Regions from separate parts of the Macaca mulatta genome. Here region 2 is linked to region 1. Evidence: chromatin contacts called from public Hi-C data. All regions are on one chromosome and are shown on one strand. The core of a region is the stretch at or near the end of the contact, and the rest is flanking DNA. Distances in the headings are between cores, read along the strand shown. Region 1 holds the start of FICD (FIC domain protein adenylyltransferase). Region 2 holds the start of SART3 (spliceosome associated factor 3, U4/U6 recycling protein).

What was found. A called contact is a pair of places that touch in the nucleus more often than the background predicts.
Region 2: a contact with region 1 is called in a Hi-C map of fetal cortex germinal zone, with 2.4 times the contacts expected there. The contact joins the promoter of SART3 here to the promoter of FICD in region 1. A contact is called at or near these places in 2 of 14 Hi-C or Micro-C datasets (CD4 T cells and fetal cortex germinal zone).

The regions. Positions count from the first base shown.
Region 1 is chr11:115,643,798-115,651,270 of T2T-MMU8v2.0, forward strand. FICD (FIC domain protein adenylyltransferase) reads left to right here and starts at 2,184. Exons shown (of 3, transcript XM_001095158.5): 1 at 2,184-2,418; 2 at 3,955-4,313; 3 at 5,418-7,473. The coding sequence starts at 4,013. The coding sequence ends at 6,499. All of the region lies in intron 1 of LOC107001006 (a long non-coding RNA gene), which reads right to left.
Region 2 is chr11:115,683,336-115,691,174 of T2T-MMU8v2.0, forward strand. SART3 (spliceosome associated factor 3, U4/U6 recycling protein) reads right to left here and starts at 6,331. Exons shown (of 19, transcript NM_001257555.1): 1 at 6,009-6,331. The coding sequence starts at 6,320. LOC144333019 (a long non-coding RNA gene) reads left to right here and starts at 974. Exons shown (of 2, transcript XR_013401325.1): 1 at 974-1,344; 2 at 4,702-6,334. ISCU (iron-sulfur cluster assembly enzyme) reads left to right here and starts at 7,700. Exons shown (of 5, transcript NM_001261474.1): 1 at 7,700-7,839. The coding sequence starts at 7,753. It overlaps LOC144333024 (a long non-coding RNA gene), which reads right to left and starts at 2,907. Exons shown (of 2, transcript XR_013401330.1): 1 at 2,785-2,907.

The DNA.
Region 1 (7,473 bases), core at 934-3,433:
TAAAAACTATGGATCTTCTGGTCAGGCACGGTGGCTCAAGCCTGTAATTCCAGCACTTTGGGAGGCCAAGGCAGGCAGATCACTTGAGGTCAGGAGTTGAAGACCAGCCTGGCCAACATAACGAAACCACGTGTCTATTAAAATACAAAAAAATTAGCCGAGTGCAGTGGCACACGCCTGTAATCCCTGCTACTCAGGAGGCTGAGGCAGGAGAATCGCTTGAATCCAGAAGGTGGAGATTGCAGTGAGCCAAGATCACATCACACTCCAGCCTGGGTGACAGAGCAAGACTGTCTCAAAAAAAAAAAAAAAAAAAAAAATTAGCCTGTGTGTGCCTGTAGTCCCAGCTACCAGGGAGGCTGAGATGGGAGGATCACTTGAACCCAGGACATGGAGGTTGCAGTGAGCAAGATCACGCCACTGCACTCAAGCCTGGGCAACAGAGTGAGATCCTATTTCAAAAAAGATAGATATGTGATTGATAGATAGATAGATAGATAGATAGATAGATAGATAGATAGATAGATAGATACATACATACATACATACATATATACATACCTAGTTTGCTCTGTGCCAGATGTATAGAATCTCATTTCACCCTCACATAAAACCCTGTAAAGCGGTAATATCACATTGTGTGCAGTTTACAGAAAAGCCTAGACAGATGATCAACTAGATCAAGTCACTTGCTGAATGTGATTCAGTTTGCAAGTGGCAGAGCTGGGATTTGAACCCAGGGCTATGTGACTCCTAACAGTGACACCCACAACCACCACCTAGCCCTGCCTCCAAGAGCAGTACCTGTCACAGAGGAGGTCAGATCTTGAAGCATCAAGCCTTCTGCAAATCCTGAACTGGATGCCAAAAGCAAGGTAGGCCGTTTGTCCCCATTTTACAAGTGGGGAAAGTGAGGCTAGGAGTAACATGCCCACGGTGACACAGAGAGTAAATGGCAAAGTCTGAATTTGAGCTCAGGTCTCTCTGACTCCCCAGAATCTGAACTGCTGATTTCTAAATACTTAGTGTTTCTGGGGCACCTCCCTAGATGTTTAATTTCAGTATTTGTGGATTAAGATGGAGGTTTCCATTCTCTGCTTCAAGGAAAAAATTTCTCTATGGGAAGCCAAAAGAACTAGCCAGATCCTTCTGGAGAGGATACAAATTAAAAAGTCAGGGAGGACCGAGGGGGTGGCTCATGCCTGTAATCTTAGCGCTTTGGGAAGCCAAGGTGGAGGAAGAGCTTGAGGTCAAGAGTTTGAGACCAACCCTGGTGACATAGCCAGACCCTGTCTCTAAAGAAAATAAAAAATCAGAAATAGGTCGGGCGCGGTGCCTCACGCCTGTAATCCCAGCACTTTGGGAGGATGAGGCAGGCAAATCTTCTGAGGTCAGGAGTTCGAGACCAGCCTGGCCAACATGGTGAAACTCCGTCTCTACTAAAAATACAAAAATTAGCCGGGCGTGATGATGTGCGCCTGTAATCCCAGCTACTCGGGAGACTGAGGCAGGAGATCGCTTGAACCCCGGAGGCGGAGGTTGCAGTGGGCCGAGATCGCGCCACTTCCCTCCAGCCTGGGCAACAGAGTGACTCCGTCTCAAGAAAAAAAAAAAAGAAAAGAAAAGAAAAAGAAAACTCGCCGGGCGTGGTGGCACGCACTTGTAGTCCCAGCTACTTGGGAGGCTGAGGTGGGAGGATTGCTTGAGCCCAGGAGGTGGAGGCTGCAGTGAGCTGCAATTGCTCCACTGCACTCCAGCCTGGGCGACATAACGAGATCCTGTATTTTAAAAGAAAACAAAAGTTGTTTAAGTCAGGGAGGAAAAGACACAGAGAGGGAAAGAGAAAATTAGAAGGCGGCGGCAAATTCAGCAGCACGGGGTGGAGGCTAAGAACAGGGGCTGCGCAGTCAAGGAGGCTAACAGGGTGAAGGGGTGGAAAGCATCTGCTTCTTCATTTCACGCCAGGGAAAAATGAGGCACACGACAGCGGATCCGGGACGAGGAGACCCGAGGAAGGCACCGCCGTGGAACTTAGAATTTCCGGGCCAGCCACCTAGCGTGCCGCAAATCCCCACGCGCGTCGGGTTTCCAGCACCTGCTCCTCCCGTCTGTGGCCTAGGCTCCGCCCCTCCCGCTGCTTATTGGCTGCTACATGAACGGGACAAACGCAAGCGACAACCAATGGGAGTGGCCCACGGCGCGTCTTTCCCGGGGAAGCCGAGGCGGACGCGGGAACCCGGAAATGCGAGGGAAGGACAAGTGGAGAAAGCCAATCCGCCGAGACGAGGGCTGCGGGCGGTTCAATGGCGAGTCGCCGAGGGCGGGGCCAGAGGCCGGCGGAGAAGGAGGACCCGGGAGCCGGCGGCCTCGGAGCTGGGAGCGCGGGGAAGGCGGTTGGGGTTCTGACAGCCGCGCGCGGTGAGAAGGGGGCAAGCCCGAGGGGCTCGAGAGGACGGAGCCGGGAAGGGTGCGGCGGGGCCGCGAGCTCTGGGCGGGGTTCGGGAAGGGGAGGCTCTGCAGTCCTGGAGGGGACTTGGACCGGTCCCCTCTCCTCTCCCGGCCTCAGTTCTCCTTTTCTTGGGAAGTGTGGGGGAGAGATTCGCGCCTCCTGGAACGCATTCCTTCCCCGCACACACCCCTGGCACCGGCGAACTGCCCCTTGCCTGTACCGCCCCGTCCAGGAGCCTGTCCCCTCGGGAAGCCACCCCTGGACCCGCGCAGCACTCCAGGCGCACCCGTTAAAGCTCATCGCAAGCCATTTCTCATGTTCTGTGGCAAAGGGCCAGGCTCCACATAAGACTCCGAACCCCCGATCCATCAGTCATTCCCGGGTCAGTACCAGCCCAGAGCAGGTGCACAGGCCCTGCTTAGTAATAAGGTAGAAGTTGAGACCCGGGGACCGGGCTCAGAGGCCCTGGTGTTTCCTTCCGGATGCCTCTGTTTACCTCTTGTGGGCCTTCTGGAATTTAACTTATGCTCTCTGTGCCTTGGTTTCCCTTGTCTGTAAAATAGAGCTAGGGGTAGCTCTTCTTTCATAGGGTGGCATGAGGGTGAAATGAGGCAATGTGTGGCCAGTACACAGCTCAGCACCTAGCACACCATAGTTGCTTAATAAGTGCTTATTGTTAGCATAGTGTTTGCATACCTGGCCCCCCTCCACTTCCACTGCCAGCCCCAAGTACATACAAGCCCTGTTGTCACTGAGGCCAAGCACTGTGGCCCACAGCCTGAGTTCCTTTCGAGATGCTCGAACTGCTCCTCCTCCTGGTGGGGTCCCTTCTGGACAGGCCAGAAACGGAAGGCCAGAGAGGGGAAGGGCACTGTGGGAGCTGTGGCTGAATATCAAGGTGAGGGCAATAAATGAGGCCACCCAACAGTTGTGCTTATCAAAGATTGGGTGTCAGAAGTGCTGTGGCTGATCTGCATGTGTGCCTGTCAGTCATTTGTGTCCCAAATGTTTGACATATGTCCACAAATCCAGTGTCTGTAGTCAGAAGCCACAGGGATGTATGGAAAGGGGGAACACGTTAGAGCCGTGGGGTTCCTGAGTTCCAGGTCCTAAGGCTGTCACTTGCTCCCGGCGAGACTTTGGGCAAGGGACTTCACCTCTCTGAACCTCAGTTCCCTCACCTGGAGAGTGGGATGAAAACATCAGCTCAAGTTGAAGACTATGACCCATGGGAGGCCTTTGTTGCTTAGCACAGGGCCTGGATTACAGCAAGTGCTCAATAATTGTTGGACCACAGCAGTGTTATTTTCACAGTCACACTGCTCAGGAGGTGGCACCAGTCCTTCTAGGCTGGTCCCTCCTCTAGTGAGATCCACTCCTTGACTTGCCCCCACCCCGTCTCTCTAGTGAGCTAAAAGAGGAAGTCTCCAAACCCATCTTCCTGGCTGAAGTCACGCCGTGTCCTGAACGTGTCTATTTCTCCTGTGACTCTTGGCTCCTTGCAGATCCTGCTGTGTCTCAGCTGCCTGTGGACATGCGCAAAGGGCCCTCTCCTGAGTCCAGATGATGCTCATGCCGATGGCTTCAGTGATGGCGGTGACTGAACCGAAATGGGTCTCAGTCTGGGGCCGCTTCCTCTGGGTGACGCTGCTGAGCATGGTGCTGGGGTCCCTGCTGGCCCTGCTGCTGCCCCTGGGGGCTGTGGAAGAGCAGTGCTTGGCTGTGCTCAAAGGCTTCTACCTGCTCAGGAGCAAACTGGACAGGGCGCAGCATGCCGCCGCCAAGTGCAGCAGCCCATCCACGGAGCTCAGCATCACCTCCAGGGGCGTGACGCTGCTGGTGGCCAAGACCAAGGCCTCTCCAGGTAAGAGACTGGCTGTCTTCCTCAATGTTTGTTAACTAAGCAGACAGACATAGAATGTGTGCCATGTCCTGTGTGCAGGGCATCGGGGTATTGTGAACAAGTCAGCCCTGAGCTCCTAGTATAGACAAGGTGACGTGACTGAGACAGTGTCACAAGTGTGGTGATGGGGAAGCACAAAGGGCTGTAGGAGCATACCAGGAAGGCTCCCTAGAGGAAGTGACACCTGAGCTGGGACCCAGTTGTTAAGTAGGAGTCATCCAAGGAAAAGGACTCCAGGCAGAGACCAGAGGTTAGCTGTCATAACTGACATAACTGTCATAAGAGAGCCTGGGGGCATTCGAGGAACTAAAGGAAGTTGAATGTGTGGAGCTGATCCTCAGGTGGCCGAGAGGGGCCAGGACAGGAAGGCTATGGCTAGAGTAGGCTCCCCACCTCCACCAGTTCTCTGTAGTGGGGACTGAATGTGCATTGTCAGATGATGGTGGCATCCCTGGCCTCTCCCCATGAGATGCCTGTAGCACCCCTACCACCACCCCAATTATGACAACTAACCAGGTCTCCAGACATCACCAAATGTCCCCTGGGGCGCACAATCAAACCACTGGGTTAAAAGAGTGAAAGAACAGTCCTGCGATGGTAAAGCCCCCAGGGTCTAGGAAGAGTGGGGAGTTGTTAACACCTTTGGGCCCCTGCAGGCCCAAAGGTGTGTCACCAGCACAGGACGAGCTGGAGATGTAGGAGAGGGCCTACATTGGGAGCTGTGGCCAATGGGAAAGGTCCAGCACAGAGGGTCCAGGCAGAGTAAATGCCCAGAACTTTCTATGTCCAAAAGGCAGGAGGCTAGGAAGCCAAGGAGGTGCCTCCCTGAATACAGAGTGTGGCTCTGGGGACACACGGATAGTGACTGGCATACCACCACACGGCTGGGGGATCAGTGGTACTGGGCACGTAGAGTACACACGATGTGGCTGGAAGAAGCCCCCCAAGGCCAGGGACCCAGGCCGGTCATCATGGTTTTCCGTGGAGACCAGCACAGGTGACAGCCCCCCTCAATGTCCTCTGCCCCCTATTCTCCCTCACATCGCTTCTTTGGCTCTCTTCCAGCAGGTAAGTTGGAAGCCAGAGCCGCCCTGAACCAGGCCCTGGAGATGAAGCGCCAGGGCAAGCGGGAAAAAGCCCAAAAGCTCTTCATGCATGCCCTCAAGATGGATCCGGACTTCGTGGACGCACTCACCGAGTTTGGCATCTTCTCAGAAGAAGACAAGGACATCATCCAGGCGGACTATTTGTACACCAGAGCATTGACCATCTCGCCCTACCATGAGAAAGCGCTGGTCAGCCGTGATCGGACGCTCCCACTCGTGGAGGAGATCGATCAGAGGTATTTCAGCATCATCGACAGCAAAGTGAAGAAGATCATGTCCATCCCCAAGGGGAACTCGGCTCTGCGCAGGGTCATGGAGGAGACCTACTACCATCACATCTACCACACAGTGGCCATCGAGGGCAACACCCTCACCCTCTCAGAAATCAGGCACATCCTGGAGACCCGCTACGCCGTGCCCGGGAAGAGCCTGGAGGAGCAGAACGAGGTCATCGGCATGCACGCGGCCATGAAGTACATCAACACAACCCTGGTTTCGCGCATCGGCTCCGTCACCATCAGCGACGTGCTGGAGATCCACAGGCGGGTGCTGGGCTACGTGGACCCCGTGGAAGCTGGCAGGTTTCGGACGACACAGGTCCTGGTCGGACACCACATCCCTCCCCATCCGCAGGATGTGGAAAAGCAGATGCAGGAGTTTGTACAGTGGCTCAACTCTGAGGATGCCATGAACCTGCACCCGGTGGAGTTTGCAGCCTTAGCCCATTATAAACTCGTTTACATCCACCCTTTCATTGACGGCAACGGGAGGACCTCCCGCCTGCTCATGAACCTCATCCTCATGCAGGCGGGCTACCCGCCCATCACCATCCGCAAGGAGCAGCGGTCTGAGTACTACCACGTGCTGGAAGCTGCCAACGAGGGCGATGTGAGGCCTTTCATTCGCTTCATCGCCAAGTGTACTGAGACCACCCTGGACACCCTGCTTTTTGCCACAACTGAGTACTCGGTGGCACTGCCAGAAGCCCAGCCCAACCACTCTGGGTTCAAGGAGACGCTTCCTGTGAAGCCCTCACCCTAGAAATCCTTCCTCAGTGACAAAGGATGTCCTGAGGTTCGGGGAAAAAAAAAGAAACAGCATTTCTAGAAACCTAGTCACTTTCCAAAGCAAAAGGAGAAACATTCTTTACCTCCAAATGTTTAGTTTAAAAAAACAAGAAAACACTTAAGTTATGAAACCTTGTCTCTAAAATAACTTATAATTCAAGCAAGCTATTTATTTTCTTCTTTGGAGCAAGCTAGTCAGTGTTGTGTGGTGTCTGCTGTGTCTTGCTGGTGGCTGTACTTTAGGGGCAACAGTGCCACCATGTGATCAGAACACAGGTTCTGGAGCAGAATTTGCACTAAGGGGGAGGAGTGGCCAGATGTGGGACAGGGCCCAGAGCCACTGATATAACGCCTCCAAGTACTTCTCTGAAACGGGCTGAGAGGTTCTGTGACTGCAACTGGGAAGTCAGACCCAAGTCGCAGCTGAGAGAAATGGTTGAAAGCTCACTTTCTTGAGGTTTAGATTAGTGGTGACTAACTTCCAAGCAAACTTCATAGAAGAGAAAATGAATGCTGACATTCCTTACCTCCAGGAACTTTTTGAGCCATAGTTTGCAAACTTTAGTGCCAGCGGCTGTTTTTTTCCATGTTGAGACTATTTTTCTAATTAAGAATAGGGGGTAGCCATAAAGAGCTGTATGTTGGAGGGGGAAACATGGGGGGTGGGCAGTTTGGTTTTGTGTATTGGCGTTTCTCTCACACTTCATTTGTAGTAACTCAAGCCAGATGTTTTCGTCTAAAAGTTCTCTGGGCTTGTCATTCCACCTGTATCATGCTGCCAGCCAGGTGTTATGCTAGTAGGCATCTGCCCTCACCCTTCTGCCTGAGTTTTCTGTAGGTAGATGTTAACCTGAGAAAACAAGTGCCACATGGACATCAAATAAGCATTTTTGATAATGAATTAGAGCACCAGTTTCTACTGAATGGAGCAAAAACCTTCAGCCATGG
Region 2 (7,839 bases), core at 5,081-7,580, 44 kb after region 1:
GCTTCGCAACAATTTGACTATACTTAATACTACTGAACTGTACACTTAAGAATAACATAGCAAATTTTACGTTATGTGTTTTTTACAATAAAAAAATTACATTTCTATAAACCAGCAAGCTTTAAAATGTAATTTTAAATAGGATAGCATAAACATCGAACACCATAAAGTACCTAGAAATACATCTAACAAAAGATGTGTGACACCTGTATGGCAAAATGTTTTTAAACTTGATTGAAAGATATTAAAGACTTGGCTGGGTGCGGTGGCTCACGCCTGTAATCCCAGCACTCTGGGAGGCCAAGCTGGGCAGATCACTTGAGTCCAGGAGTTCGAGACCAGCTTGGGCAACACAGCAAAACTCTGTCTCTACAAAAATTATAAAAAATTAGCTGAGTGGTAGCACATGCCTGTGGTCCCAGCTACTCAAGAGGATGAGGTGAGAAGATCGCTTAAGTCCAGCAGGCAGAGGTTGCAGTGCACTGAGATCATGCCACTGCACTCCAGCCCGGGCAACAGAGCAAGACCACGTCTCAAAAATAGAAAGAATATTCAATACCTAGACAAATGGAGTTATATGCATATTCTGGGTTAGAATAATCATTATGGCAAAGACGTCAATTCTCCCCTAAATAATCCATAAATTCAATGCAATTCAAATAAAAAAACCAACAGGGTTTTTCATAGACCTTGACAAAATCATCCTAAAATTTATATGAAAGAGCCAAAACACCCTGCAGGGAAAGAAAAAAAAAAATCAGGTAGGAGGATTTGTCTTACCAGATAGCAAGCCTTAGCAATAAGTTAATCAGTGGAACTGGCACAGGATAGACAAACTGAAGAGAGAGCCCAAAACAGACCCATGCAGTTGAAAAACATTATGGCTCAGGTGGCAATGGCTGTTTCAGCTAAAATAAATTTATGATGTACAACTGTGACCCCCAGGTTGAAAAATAGTGACTTTGAGAAACTCTTTTTTTTTTTTTTTTTTTTGAGACAGGGTCTCACTCTTCCTCAGGCTGGAGTGCCGTGGCACAATCACGAATCACTGCAGCCTCGAATTCCTGGGCTCAAGTGATCCTCCCGCCTCAGCCTCTCCAGTAGCTGCTACTACACGCGCACGCCACCACACCCGGCTACATTTTTTTTTTTTTTTTTTTTTTTTTTTGAGACGGAGTCTGGCTCTGTTGCCCAGGCTGGAGTGCAGTGGCCGGATCTCAGCTCACTGCAAGCCCCGCCTCCCGGGTTCACGCCATTCTCCTGCCTCAGCCTCCGGAGTAGCTGGGAGTACAGGCGCCCGCCACCTCGCCCGGCTAATTTTTTTTGTATTTTAGTAGAGACGGGGTTTCACCGTGTTAGCCAGGATGGTCTCGATCTCCTGAACTCGTGATTCGCCCGTCTCGGCCTCCTAGAGTGCTGGGATTACAGGCTTGAGCCACCGCGCCCGGCCTACATTTTTTAAATTTATTTTTTGTAAAGGGGGGGTCTCACCATCTTGCCCAGTCTGGTCTCAAACTACTGGGCTCAAAGGATCATCCTGCCTCAGCCTCTCAAAGTGCTGGATTACAGGTGTGAGCCACTGCATCTGGTGAGAAACTCTTGTACATGATGTGAACTGCTTTGTATTTATCAAATTACATGCCAAAGATAATAATCAATTACAGATAAGAGCTCTCATTTTTAAATCTTAAGACTTTTAGCAGGCCAGGCGCGGTGGCTCAAGCCTGTAATCCCAGCACTTTGGGAGGCCGAGACGGGCGGATCACGAGGTCAGGAGATCAAGACCATCCTGGCTAACACAGTGAAACCCCGTCTCTACTAAAAAGTACAAAAAACTAGCCGGGCGAGGTGGCGGGCGCCTGTAGTCCCAGCTACTCGGGAGGCTGAGGCAGGAGAATGGCGGGAACCCGGGAGGCGGAGCTTGCAGTGAGCTGAGATCTGGCCACTGCACCCCAGCCTGGGCGACAGAGCGAGACTCCGTCTCAAAAAAAAAAAAAAAAAAAAAAAAAAAAAGACTTTTAGCAATGTTCTCCTGCTTATGACTCCTAAAAGCTGACAAACTGAACTCATCCGATGATCACGATAGGTGAAAAGCACTGGACCAGATCAGGACACAAGTGTTCTAATCCCCACTTGTTCTGTTTCCTCGTTTGTACCATGAAAGAGCTGGGCTAAAGCTCTGGTTCTTAAATGGGCTACCATGACACACTGATGTTTCAAAATCACGTATCAAGTGTGTCACACAAAGTAACCGCAGTTTGGGATATTTGAGAAATGAAGTTTGAGAAGGATATACTTTCTTCATTAAAGAACATTCAAGGCTCTCCGCGCCACATCACCACTCTGAACTCACTAGAGGTGCTTGTGGAGCACGAACAGGAGTGGGAGAGCACTTGCCAGTCAGTGTCACGAATATCTATGTATGCAAGCACCCCTCACATGAATACCATGTGTAGATCAGCAGAAGAAAAAGCTGTAAAAGTCGCTAAAGTCAAGAAGCTGCCTTTAAGGTGTGGCTTTTGGTGTAAACTTCTGATTTTCAGGGTAAAATGATGAAGTTGCCATATAAGGACAAATACTCTGAAAGTACATATATTAAATACATATTGAAATGCATTTAAAAGAGCTATTTCTACATAGTTCAACCTATACTGAGAAATGATAAATATGCTGGTCTATTCTGGTCTTAGAACATCATTAATGACTTTTTTTTTTTTTTTTTTTTTGAGATGGAGTCTTGCTCTGTCACCCAGGCTGGAGTGCAGTGGTGTGATCTCAGCTTACTGCAACCTCTGCCTCCCAGGTTCAAGTGATTCTCCTGCCTCAGCCTCCCCAGTAGCTGGGATTAATAACATAGATGCTTTAAAGGAAACTTAACCAATCACAAAATGATACGTTAACTGATTGAACTCCCTAGCAATGTGAAGAAAGTGTTACACCTACCTGTACTAGAAAGGGGGAGAAATAAGAGAGGTCTGATGGAAAGAAAACAACTGGTGCGATCAAGGGAAAGGCAGGGAAGGGAGAATGGAGCAGCAACTATCACATACCAAACCGTGCCAGGAGCTTTACCCACATTGTGCCTGTGAGTCACCCCACAACAGCCTTGTGAGGAAAGCACTATTACAACCTTCATTTTACTAACTGGGACACCCAAGGCTCTGCGAGCTGAAATAACTTGTTACAAGGCCTTTCCACTACTCAATGGAAGGCTGGGGATCACACAGGGTTGCAAAGCCATAGTCTCTGTACTGCTGCACTGACAAATCTGCTGAAGCGACCATGAAGTGCCACTTTTAGTTTCAGCACACAAACACAAATAATGGAAAATATTTGCTTTTGTTACACAGATACCATAGCAAACTGCCAGCTTCCATAAAATATAATCGTGGCCACGTGTGGTAGCTTGTGCCTGTGATCTGAGAACTTTGGGACACTGAGGCAGGAGGATGACTTGAGCTCAGGAATTCAACATCTACCTGGGCAACATAGTAAGAACCCATCTCTACAAAAATAAATTTTAATTAGCCAGGCGTGGGGGCTCATGCCTGTAGTCCGAGCTACTTTGAAGGATGAGCTGGGAGGATCACTTGAGCCTGGGAGGTCCCAGCTGCAGTGAGCCATGATCACGCCACTACTCCAGCCTGGGCAAGAGTGAGACGCTCTCTCAGAAACACTCAGGTATGAGAACCAGAACTTTCAAATATGGCGAGGCCAAGTTTCTCCCAGACCTATTTGGAAGCGATTCATCATGATGCTCTACCATAAGAGCAGCTACGGCAGGAAGCAGCAGCTGTGGGACCAGGTGAGGTGGGTGGGAGGCTTGGAGAAATTGGAAAAGTCCATTTCTAGACCCCAGGACAGAGAGCATAAGGCCAGAGGGTCTTCAATTCATCACTTGCCAGGTCCCATCCTGTGTGGTCACATTCTAAACTCCATTCCACCCTTGGTGATTTGTGGCAGGACAGGCAACTGCAGAGTACTAGTGGCCAGGAGACCTCTGCTCTCCCCTTTCTTGCTCCTTAGCAAGCTGTGTACCCTCATCAAGGACTTAACCTCTCTGGTCCCAAACCTCTCTTTCCCCCACGTCACAGAATAGGCTCATCGAAAGGCCCAGGACTAGCAGTCTGAAGAAATGATATCAACAAGGGCAGGGACACAGTCAATCTGGTACGCAGTGTCACGCTGTACTTGCTGAATAAGACTAAATTAGCTTCAGTACACTTATTTATAAAAAGTGGAAATGGTAACTACCTGCCAACCCCAACTGGTTCCTCTGTCAATCAAATGTAATGGGTGGGACAAGCTATACCAATGGATGACATCACTATCTCATAATGTAACAAAAATATCAGTGCCAGAGGGAGTATTATAAGGAAACTGACACTCAGCAACGTTTAATGAGTAACCTAGATTAGCAACTTCACATTCCCTGAGTGATTTCACATCCAGTGTGGCATCTAGTCCACATTTTCAGTGTAAATCCCACTATGAACGACTTAAAGCAAATCATTTCATCATTTGTTCTGAACCTCTGTTTCTTCATCTGTAAAAAGAGAATGTGGGCCGGGCGTAGTGGCTCAGGCCTGTAACCCCAGCACTATGGGAGGCCAAGGTGCGTGGATCCCCTGAGGTCAGGAATTCAAGAGAAGCCCGGCCAACATGGTGAAACTCCATCTCTACTAAAAATACAGAAATTAGCCGGGCGCAATGGGGCATGCCTGGATCCCAGCTACTGGGAAGGCTGAGGCAGAAGAATCGCTTCAACCAGGGAGGCAGAGTTTGCAGTGAGACGAGATGGTGCCACTGCACTCCAGCCTGGATGACGGGGCGAGACTCTTGTCTCAAAAAAAAAAAAGAGAATGTGCTCCATCTCTTCTGTTTGCCCCCTCCAAACACACCCTACCCTCTCCTCCCTGCCCTGTGTCCCCGAGTATAGACCCCATATACAGGTTTTCTGGCTCTTCAGCTTCCAGATGGGTCTGCCCAGCAGAAGGCACCAGCAGGGGAAGTTTGGTGGAAGGAAGAAAGGGAGGTCAAGGTATTTCTTCCCCCACCCCAATCCTTGACAGGAAACTGGGGCTGCATCCCTTGAACAAAGTTATCAGCAGGTCTCAGGTGCCCTCTCTACACAACTCAGATCATTCCCTTCACCCCTTCAGGCCCAAAGATGGACACCAGGTTCTGGAGTTACTAGCCATGGGATACTAAACCTTCACTCCTGATTTCCCTACCCACACCCTTACTTTCTCTCAGATCATCCTAATCTAAATGTGCCACCTATTTCCTGCTGAGATCCTGGATTATACAGTAGATATCACCACCTCGTAAGGTTACAAACGAAAGACCATGTTATGACTAGATGCTAGGCACTGGACTATAGATACTGTTACAACAATTATATTATGCAGACATTGTTGCTCCCAATCTGCAGATGAGGAAGCCGAGAGGATCAGAGAAATTAAGAAATTCTCACAAGGACATACAAGGGTGGAACAGCTAGAACTGAGGCCTTAACCTCCAGAACCAGCAAACCTTTCCATTTCTATTATCACCATCGCGGTCAATATTTTTCCTACCACAAGTTTCATCACCGCCGTCATTCCTACACAACAAAGTAACAGTCTCTTGTGAACGAGTGTATTTCTACTGTTGGACGTGTGGCTACGAGGGGGAGTTCTGGAATGGGATCAAAGTACGAGGCCTGACTTGCAGGAAGTATTATCTTGAGCAAGAGACTTTCCTCCACGAACCTCAGTTTCCTCCAATAAAATGGGGATAGATAACAGGGCTTCCTTCACAGGGTGGTGAGGAGGATTCAATGGGATAACATTTGCAAAGCACCGGGCACGCAGTAAGCACTCAAATGACAGGAGCTACGGTCATGAAAAAGGGGTTTGCAGCCTTGGCGGCTTTATGGCCGCCGAGGACTAGGGAGGCGGGCCAGGACACGGGGACCTGAGGACCTGAAAGACTGGAAGGTGCCCGCTGCCCACCCCCGGGCCCACCTGCTCCTCCAGTCTCTCAATCTCCAGCTGGTTCTTCTCCTCCTCTTCGTCATATTCCCACTCGTACTCCCCGGGGGAGCTCTCCGCGGAGGAAGCCATGGCGTACTCATCCCCATCGCTCTCGCTCACGCCTTCCTCCTGCTGATCCCACCCTGGCCCCACGGTCTTGTATGTCGCAGCGGCCACAGCCCGCGATAACACCTTCCTTCTTGTCCTCGCCGCCTTAACCTCATCCTCCTCTCCGTCAGCCTTGGGCCCAGCCTTGGACTCAGCCTCAGGTTCTGAAGCCGAGGTTGCGGCCGCAGTCGCCATCTTGCGCTTCTAATGACTCTCGGGTCTTCCCGCGGCCGCCAAAGACCCGCTGAGGCAGAAGCTGCCCGCGGCGCGCGCCTTATCAAAAGCCCGTTTTCTTGACACTGAAAGGGAAACTGGGAACCTTAGATAACGAGAAAATCTCCAAATACACTAAATTCATTTTATTTTATACCCCTGTAAAAACTCCCACCAGAGAAAAAACTCATTATCATGGCATACGTTCCGTCACAACTTCGGACAGAAGTTGGGTCTTTGGGCAGGAAGTGGAGGCCATAGAGGAAGTCATGGAGCGAGCGTGGTGTCTGTAGTAAAGAATTTGGCGCCATCTTGAGAAGGTCAAAGTGATTCTTAGAAAAAATACCTTACTTATCGCCTAGCGTGACCTGGCGCTTGGGTTTAGTCTCCCCAGCAACTGCACCTCAAACGCAAAGAAAACTGCAGGTCCTCGGGGAAGGATCGATTTCACCATTCAAGAGAAAAATCCATTTCCCAAAGAAATTCTTCCCCTTTATGTAAACATCTGGTACCTAGGAGGCGTTAAATACACTTGAGTTTTCCGGTTTTATAAGCTCACATACTGCAAACCAACAGTAAATACGCATTTCTTTAGAAATTCTTAATTGCTAGGCACCGACATATAAATTGAATTTGCTGTTGTTTTAGAGAGAAAAATAGACATATACTCATTTTTTTTCAATCAGGACATGGTGTTCGTTTCCTTCTTAAGCTTCCCATTGTTGAGGTAGGCAAGTACTGGAGTGTGTCTCTATCTCTACCTTGCTCCCTCATTAGCAAGCTTAATAGGCAGGAATTACGTCTGTTTTGCTTTCTGTTGGATCCCCGGGTCTAGTAGAGTGCCTTGACACATAGTAGGTACTCGACACAGATGCTGGCTTCATGATGAAGGAATTGTCCTCGAATTAATACAAAAGGGAAGATTCAGACTTAGCAAGCCGGTACCATTTGTCTAGGGACACACAGCCAGGAAGGAACCGAACCAGGATTCTAACCCAGGACTACCCAAGTTCGAATTCTAATTGAACCTAAGCCCTAAGCGACCTTGGACGGAGTGACCAAACTGCCCTGAATCTCAGCTTCCTTAGCTGCAAAATAGGGTTAGGAAAAGTGGACTCAGTGGTCCTCTGCGCCGCATTCCCACACTGCAGAAGCCTGAGATCCTCTCTCAACCAGAATCCAGCACCCAGGACAAGCCCTCTAGCGACTTCAGACCTTCCCGCTCCCGACCCCGCCCGCCCCCGAGAGGCGTGGTCAAGGCGGGGCCACAGGGCGGAGGCTTGCACGGAACGGTAAGGCGCAGGCGCAAAGCCTCGGTGACGCCAGAGAGGCGCGCTCCCAGCTCGGCGCCGACTCGCAGACGCGCCCCGCCCCTCGGCATCGCTCTGGACTGGCGCAGGCGCAAGCCGGCAAGATGGCGGCAGCTGGAGCTGGCCGTCTGAGGCGGGCAGCGTCGGCTCTGCTGCTCCGGAGCCCCCGCCTGCCCGCCCGGGAGCTATCG